Linked DNA regions of Triticum aestivum: region 1 is linked to region 2. The links are chromatin contacts, called in public Hi-C maps. All regions are on one chromosome and are shown on one strand. The core of a region is the stretch at or near the end of the contact, and the rest is flanking DNA. Distances in the headings are between cores, read along the strand shown.

Region 1 (4,486 bases), core at 658-3,157, 140 kb after region 2:
CATGATCAGCTGCTGCCTACACTTTGAGCTTTGTGTGAATAAAATGGTCCTGAAAACTAGATTTGTTTTTGCAGATGTTTCGGTACAAGCTGAAGTCCATCGAAGCCCACAAGGCGTGGATGAAGACCCCTGAGGTGCTGGAGAACTGTTCCACTGGGCTCCATTTCCCTGCGGAACATCTGGAGAACGCCGAGGTATCATCAGTTACACTCTTACAACGAGCTCCCTTTGTTTGCTGTTTTGCTGACGAGTCTACTTGGATCTGAACTCACCACAAGCACATTCACATTCCCTTTGTTGCAGGAGCAGGTGATGCCACTGAAGTCGCTTCCTTTCTTTGCAGCTGATGGATATATGGCATAATTCGTGGGTTAAGCTCATGGACCAGGCCACGCTAACGCCGTGCTATTCTGCCAGAGCCGTTGTAAATCTACTAGAACAGCTGTAAATAAGCATGCATGACTATACTGGGACAGTGTATGCTAGAGATGCTGACGTTTATTTTGCTTGTAATCGTGTTGTATCTATGATGTTTATGTTCGCCTGTCTGTCAACCAGGTACAATCCAGCAAAACTGTTAGACCAGGTTGTAGTAACCATAAACAATATACATGTTGCACTGCTCACCATCTTTATTTTGTTTAAGATGTGGTTATAATGGCCTCTCCACCATCGCTTGGTGTATTCGTGTTGTCAAACTGGTTGTGCATAATATTTGATGGTGATTTGAGAAGTGATTGCATTTGAGATTGGATCAGCGGAAACGAGTGATGCTTCTTATCTGAAGAGTTAAACATAAACAATATGCATGTTGCACTGCTCACGATCTTTATTTTGTTTTAAGATTTGGTTATAATGGCTACACTATTTCTGAAGCATCGCATGGTGTAATCGTGTTGTCAAACTACTTGTGTACTACTCCCTCCGTTCTAAAATAACTTTGTACTAACTTTAATACAAAATTGGATCATCTATTTTGGAACAGAGGGTTAATACAAAGTTGGGTCATCTATTTTAGAACGGAGGGAGTAATGTTGCAAACTCTTGTCCGTTTCCTTCTTAATCAATGGATGAGGCAAAGCTAGTGTTAGGATGTTGAGCGTGATTTGAGGAATGATTTTTCTACGCAATTTTTCAGAGAGCGCTAGCGAAAGAGGTTGAGAGATAGAACAATCTCTTAGCGCACTGATCTGTTTGGAGAAGTAGTAGTAATTTCTCGTGTGCTTTTCGTAAGCATATGTGGAGAGACTTCACCATGAAATGAGGTTTCTCGCTTCAAACTTTTCAAAGAAAAATCCAGAGGGAAACAGGCAAAAGAGACAGAGGAAAACAAGAACAAAAGGCCGGCGAGGTTGCTGGTAGTTGGATCTCAGCGAGATAATGGTGTCATCAGGAAGCCGCCGCTCATCGCGGCGGCCTCACATTGATCAGGAAGATAACGCAGTATTTCTACAAGAGCATCATCGATCCAAACCATCCAGCAAACTCACACACACACCTCAAGAGAATCAAATCAAACAGAAAACAATGAACGGAAGGTCATGAGTCCATCATCAGGCCCAGATCTGAATCGGTGGAGGCAGCGTGTGGGATTCAGGAGAAGGGCTTTGTGGCAACTACGTACTACTAGGGTTCCGTTTCTGGCCGCCCGAGGGCAGCTGAGAAATGCTTCGGATTTATATAGACTCGTCGGCCGGGGCGAGGGTAGGGGAGGGGACCCCCCGGACGGCGGCTGGACCCCGCCGCCGCCGCAGCCTCTGGCTTTTTGCCGGGCCGGCCGCATGGGTCCACGTCATCAGACCGATTCTTTTGTCTCTTGGGCCGTTAGCCCGCTCCGGCCAGGCCCAAACAGCCTAGGTCGGTCCCGGCCCCTTCTGGAATCTTCCGTCGCCGTCCCACCGCACGGGGCTGGAGAGGAAAACCCCAGGTCGCAACCCCTCGGCACGAGTCATCCGTCGTCTCCTTCCTCCAATCGCCCCCGCTGGTAGCTACCATCTCAAGCGTTCTCGCCGTCGATTGTTGTTTCTGGTGGGGAAGTGCGAGGGAGCGGAGGCGGCGATGGCGAGCGGCGGCGGGGCGGTGAGGGAGGTGGGGTCGAAGGCGGAGCTGGACGAGGCGGTCGGCGGCGCGCGGGCCGCCGCGGTGCACTTCTGGGCGGCCTGGTGCGAGGCCTCCAAGCAGATGGACGAGGTCTTCGCCCACCTCGCCGTCGACTTCCCCCATGCGCTCTTCCTCAGGGTACGCACGCACCCGCCGCCTGCTGCTCTCCGATTCCTCTCATGTAGTCGCGGTAGATTTGGGTTCGGGCCGGTTTCCGGTGGATCGTGATTCTAAGGCGGCGGTCTAGGCCCCTGGCTACAGATTCGCGGTTCGCGTTTAGGGTTCTGGCGCGTGAATCATGCTGCTGTCCAAGTTACTTTTTTCGCATGTTTGATTATTATTCATATTGTGATTATTCATGTTTATTTAGTTATTATACGATGCGACAAGCACTATCTGTAGTGTGTAGTTAGCATGTGATGTGTATGCGATTGATTAACCTGAATCTAGCCCCACTTGTGACTATTATCAGATAACAGCTGAATTCAACGCCACATTAGGTATGGACTCATCATGAGATAACAGCTGAATGCAACCCGTTCGTGCTTGAAGCCCTTGGCTCTTCCCGTTAGCTTATAGATAGACTCAGTTAAGAGTGTGGAATGACAGCTGAGGACGGTCCACTGTCTACTAATTTCACCGTGTGATTCAAAAGACTGATCTAATAAAAATATTTCTCCTTTGCGACTATTGCCCTTTGGTTATTATTAAGTGTTCTTTAGTCAATAATTATGTTCATTCTTTATGCTCTGCCAATGACACACCATATCATAATTTCAATATCTGTTGGTAACTTTTGTCAGGTTGAAGCTGAAGAACAACCGGAAATTTCAGAGGCATATGGTGTTACAGCAGTGCCATACTTTGTTTTCTGCAAGGTATTTGCTGTTTGTAGTTGTCACAAAATGTGTTCCGTAAATGCTAATGAACCTCTTTTCATTGTTTATACTTCAAAAAATGAATCCTGGTAGGGTCACAGTATTCTTCTTGCTTATTGTTAAAGTTGAATTGCACATGTTCTCTTGTCCATTTTTAAAGGCAAAAGAATCAAGCATGTGTTCTGTCCTCATGATGAGGCATCTATTGACATTATTGTTAGGACCCACTTTCAAACTTCTATGCATGAAGTATTCTACAAGCAATGACACAAATTATGTGTGCCCATGCCTCATATACTGTGGAATGATGAAGTTAGATACACACCTCACTGAATTTACTCTAGCCTGCCTGCCCTAAAGATTCTGCATGGGTTTATAAGCTAATTGGTTCATCCTAGCATGGACGTTTTATGTTCTTGCTTCTTTTGGTAAATTTTGTTGTGAGATGATGCACCATGCAGGCTCTTACAAGTTCAGGTCATTGGAGTGTTGTATGGACAATGAAATGTTCTGTATGACTAGAACCAATCTAATGATATTGTGATGGACCTCATGAGGTCAGCATGCACAATGTCTTTTTTGCTAGGCTAGTTAGGTCATGTCTTCACTTGGCATTTTGGTGTTATCATGAGACTCCTTTGTAATGCCAACCTATACATGTCACACAACCTTGGGATTTTCATATGGCATTTGCTCTGTGCGTGGACAGGGGTGCATGGAAGCTTGCTATCCATGTGCCAGAGCCATGAGTTGGTTGCGAGATCTTATGGGTTTCACCTCTAGCCTACCCCAACTTGCTTGGGACTAAAGGCTTTGTTGTTGTTGTTGTTGTTGTTGTTGTATTTGCTCTGTGCGCATATCTGAGGTCATATTTGTAAGAGGTCATATTTGCTTAGCTTCCAGATTTTCTTCATTGCTGTGCCAAATGTATTTTATCAAATTCCTTGGAAGTTTTCTATATTGCCTTCTTTGTAAGAGGTTGTCATCTGTGCATGGTTTATCTCTTTTCAGGAAGGCAAACCTGTTGATACCTTGGAGGGTGCAAACCCAGCCAGCCTGGCCAATAAGGTCGCAAAGTTAGCTGGCCCTGCCAATGTTGCTGAGTCTGCTGCACCTGCTAGCTTGGGGGTGGCTGCTGGTCCTGCTGTACTCGAAAAGGTCCAAGAAATGGCACGGCAAAATGGATCTTCTGCTTCTGAAAGTACACTGAAGAAGCGTTTGGAGCAGCTTGTCAATTCCCATCCCGTCATCTTATTTATGAAGGGAAATCCAGAAGAACCAAGGTGTGGTTTCAGCCGAAAGGTGGTTGACATTTTGAAGCAGGAAGGTGTTGAATTTGGGAGCTTTGACATCCTTACAGATAATGAAGTACGTGAAGGACTGAAGAAGTTCTCTAACTGGCCAACTTTTCCTCAGTTGTACTGCAAAGGTGAGTTGCTTGGTGGATGTGATATTGTTATTGCTATGCATGAAAGTGGTGAACTAAAGGATGTAATGAAGGAGCACAA
Region 2 (4,173 bases), core at 262-2,761:
GTATTGCATGAGGCCTGGTTTCGAATTCCCGCGACGACGACATCTTTCATTTTACAGCACGCTGTCGTTTACTATATTGACGGGCCGACCCAGTTGGACACCCGCCTGCGCGAAACCGTGTCTGTTTGCCGCAACGAGCGGCGAGTAGGAGCCTAACGAATAGCCCCAAAACAGGCCGAATGGCCCCAAAACAACATTAGGCCGAAAAGTACACGGCCCACACGAGCCTAACGTGTCGCTGGCCCGACCGTTTACTAAGGAGTCCGTGCATGGCCCTGGGAAGAGCTCCTATTTGCCGCGCGCGGGCGGCAAATGGTCGAGCATTCGCTGAAGGAGGAGCGCATGGGCCGACCCATTAGGAGGAAACGAGCTCAGAAGTAAAAAAAGAAACAAAAATTCATGTGCCCGCAAAAGTTCGAACTCACGACCTCCATTTTTAAAGCTAGCTTGCTAACCGTCGGAACCAGTGATGAACTCTGATAATACGAGGCGCGAATTTTTAAGTTCCATACACTGTTGAATCTTTTTTTAAGTACACATAAAATATTTTGTAATATCCGTTGAACATTTTGCGATATCTGTTGAACATTTTCTTAAATTAAGCTGAATATTTGAAATAATAGATGATGACTTATTTTAATATACGATGACCATTTTTGAAAAATTATGAATATATGCGCTGAACAATTTTCAGACACGTATTGTAAAAATACGTTGAACAATTTGCGAATACACATTGAACATTGTGTAATATACACTGAACAAAATTAAGAAACATAGTAAACATTTGTATATTTGTTGAAAAACTAAAACCAAAATAAAAAAATTCCAAAATATATATACTGAACATTTTTTATATCCATTGAACATTTTAAATAATACATGATGAACATTTTTGGAACAATATGAATACATGTGTTGTACAATTTTTGAATATGCATTGAACATTTAGTAAAAAAACGTTGAACAATTTCCTAATATACGATGAACATTTTTTTAATACACGATGAACATTTTCATATGCAAAGGTGAACAATTTTCATAATATAAAATGAACATTTTTCTTGATACAATGAAATTTCTTGTAATACACAGTGTACATTTTATATAACACGCAAATAAAAAGAAGAAAACAGAAAAAGAAACAGAACAGAAAAATAAAAAAATAATGTAAAAGAAAATGAAACAAAAAAGTAACCAAAACAGAAAAATAAAAAAAACTGAACAAAACAACAGAAAACCGGACAAAACAATGAAAAACTGGAAGCAAAAAACCGCAGAAGAATATTAAAAAAAAAACCTGCAGAAGCAGCGAAGGAAAACGGCACAGGAAATCGTACGTGGGCCGGCCCAAGTGGGGGATCGCTTCAGCGAAGGTTCAGCTCCTGGCCGCTCACGCGCGTCATATAGGATCCACCGGCCCTGTGGGGTCGCGGCACGTTGACCGGCAGGACAGGCACGACACGGCCTGTTAAGTAAACATGCCATGCCAGGTACATTTAGCCTTGGGTCGGGCCGCCCAGATGGCCAGCTACGGCGGGTCTGAAACGCAAAAAGAAGCCCCAAACCCCCCATCCCTGGCTTCGCTTCTCTGGTGACGGGTTGCGGGTTGCGGCGCCGGCGACGAGGTACTGAGCGAGATGGCGAGCTCGGCGCTGAGACGATCTCTTCCACGACGCCTGCTAACTTCCGACCCATCATCCGCCGCAGCCTCCTTGTTCCGCCGCTCCTTCCTGTCCGGTAAGCACCCCCAGCCCCTCCCTCCCTCTCCCGCTTAGTATTTCCGACATACGAACCTAGCTCACCCGTTCCCCATTCCGTCACAACCAAAACATCGAATCGAATGGCGGCGGGAGAGATCTAGGTTCAAATCAAACATTTTCTCTAGCTTTCGCGTGCTAAACCCCTTCATTTTGCGATGACGACACGCGTGATATTTGGGGAATTGATGTTTAAAGTGCTCTAGCGATGCTGTTTTCTCACACGCCGGTTTGCTGTGAATGTTGCTTCGCAGGAGAGGGCGCGGGCGAGAGTGCGGACGACTTTGAGAAACGTCTGTTTGAGTCAGATGACAAGTCATTCTTCGGGAAGCTCGATGGGATTGGGAGCTCCTTTGGTAGACACGGCACGGGCTCTGGAATGGGTGCTTTTGGTCGGCCCGAGTTTGGTCAGGGGAGTAGCAATGGTGGGTTCATGGACGGTTTCGATTCCTTAAACGATGGCATGAACGAGAAGTTGGACGATGCGGCCCGCACCTTTCATATGACGGAGGAGGTTGATGATGATGACTACGATTTCAGGCCGGATGTGAATTACAGGCGTGGCTCGACTTACAATGTCCGGGTAAGAGGGATAACTGTTTGTTACTTTGGTGATTCAAGTACTATTTGAGAGATCACAATTCCTTTGCAGTCTTGAGATTTAGTCTAGCATATACAAGTATTCAGGAAGCGTGGCTAAATGTGTGAGCTAGATTCTGCGGAGTTAGCGTACACAGTGTAGTACTCCCTCCGTTCCATATTAAGTGTCGGATAGATGTTTGTCAAACAGAAAGAAATTGCTAGTCTTATCCACTATTGCCTAAACAACTGTGAACCACCAGAAGATATTGTTATAGTATTTTAGCTATCTAAATAACATTTATCCACCAGAAGATATTGCAAGCATCAGTCTGTTATGTACTGGAATGGTACTCCTCTAACACCAGATTTTATTCAACTCTACTGCATACAGGATCTTGACCTTACAAGACCTGCAGCCCCAAGGAATCCTCCAAGACCTCAGTTTGAAACATCTACAAAGGAAGTTTTAAGGAAAGCTGATTTTAGGGTGAGTGAATCTGCTTGGCAACCTATGTACACTGGCCACAGCTTTTGTTTAAAATTAAATGGTAGATTTTACACTACTTTGGCAGCTTGTAGACTCTAAAACTGTTAACCGGTATAAAGTTCAGGAATACAATGACTGTGGTAACCCCCAAACGCCACTTCATCCGTGATTAAATCTGTGCTAATTTGTCCAAATATCTTGTGACACTACCCTAAGCTTGTTAGGATTCTGGCATTTTCTGTTGATGCTTTCTTTCGCCGTATTTTAGTGTAGCAATTATTAACAAGTTCAGTATAGTTAAACTGACACGTTGCTTATTATTTTGTTGATTTGGGTTATTGCCTCACATTCTTCTAATTTTCTAACTCGATGTTTAGATGCCAATACTAGAACACCGCAAGTGCCAAAGCCAGATTAGGATGTTATGTGGGCATGGAACATACTTATTTTCCTATTTTCCTTTCTTATTTCCAAAAATCACTCGCGCGTTACCACATAAACCCCTGCCTACTTCAGGTTAGTATTGCAACACCTGCATTGCAGAAGAAGATGAACAAAATGCCAATCAGCACAAACAAAAGTAGAAACTTTTCAAGAGCAAGACCATATCACTAAGCAAGTTCTGCTAGCCTACAACCCAATCAGCACAAAGAAAACTTGCAGCAACCATAGCCCTAATCTTCTCAAGCACAACAGTAAACTTGTTCCTTGCCAAACGAAAAATGACCTTGTGGTATCTTTAGTTCGTGTTGCCTAGAGCTTGCTCATCAGGCTTGTTCTATAATTGATCTCTCAATTCCAAAATACATATTGCTAAAACCTTCTTGAAGAACAGACACACTCCAATTGTTTTGTCCTCCATGTCCTGTGCTTGGCAACAGGCACCATCCATACCTTCCCCTATGAAAAACTTATAAACGTATGTGTATTGACAGCTACAAGCAGAACTTTTTAAAAAAATCGAATAACCTTGGCATACAGTTGATATAAGGAAAAAATAAATCTTCCTTTGCCGGTCGCAACTAACAAAATAAAAATTCTTGGGGAGTCTGTAGAAGCCTCTCACATCGTTATTCTTGCCGCCACACATGACAGCGTAATGGAACTAGTCTATTATAATTGAGCTCGTGTGAGATGGCAAGATTGGCAATCGAGCTCAGGGTGTGGGGGGTTACAGGGAAAGTGACACATGAAAAACTGTCCACTCTCCGTCGCAAAATATAGGATTTTGATTGGTTAAGATAAGGTTTTGACCAACAACTAACCTTTTAATGTGTGGTCTATGTGATACAAAGTTACAGTACAAGTACTTGTTAAAAGGGCGTACCTAGTGCTGAAAGCTCC

The links. A called contact is a pair of places that touch in the nucleus more often than the background predicts.
Region 1: a contact with region 2 is called in a Hi-C map of leaf, with 4 times the contacts expected there. The contact joins the promoter of LOC123123007 here to the promoter of LOC123122989 in region 2. A contact is called at or near these places in 2 of 5 Hi-C or Micro-C datasets (both in leaf) and 1 of 1 datasets of contacts at active chromatin or transcription factors (leaf).

The regions. Positions count from the first base shown.
Region 1 is chr1B:342,425,540-342,430,025 of IWGSC CS RefSeq v2.1, forward strand. LOC123123007 (monothiol glutaredoxin-S11) reads left to right here and starts at 1,908. Exons shown (of 3, transcript XM_044543406.1): 1 at 1,908-2,238; 2 at 2,904-2,978; 3 at 3,990-4,486. The coding sequence starts at 2,059. LOC123122999 reads left to right here. Exons shown (of 5, transcript XM_044543395.1): 4 at 75-194; 5 at 304-672. The coding sequence ends at 363.
Region 2 is chr1B:342,288,852-342,293,024 of IWGSC CS RefSeq v2.1, forward strand. LOC123122989 reads left to right here and starts at 1,512. Exons shown (of 5, transcript XM_044543384.1): 1 at 1,512-1,740; 2 at 2,015-2,343; 3 at 2,734-2,829. The coding sequence starts at 1,641.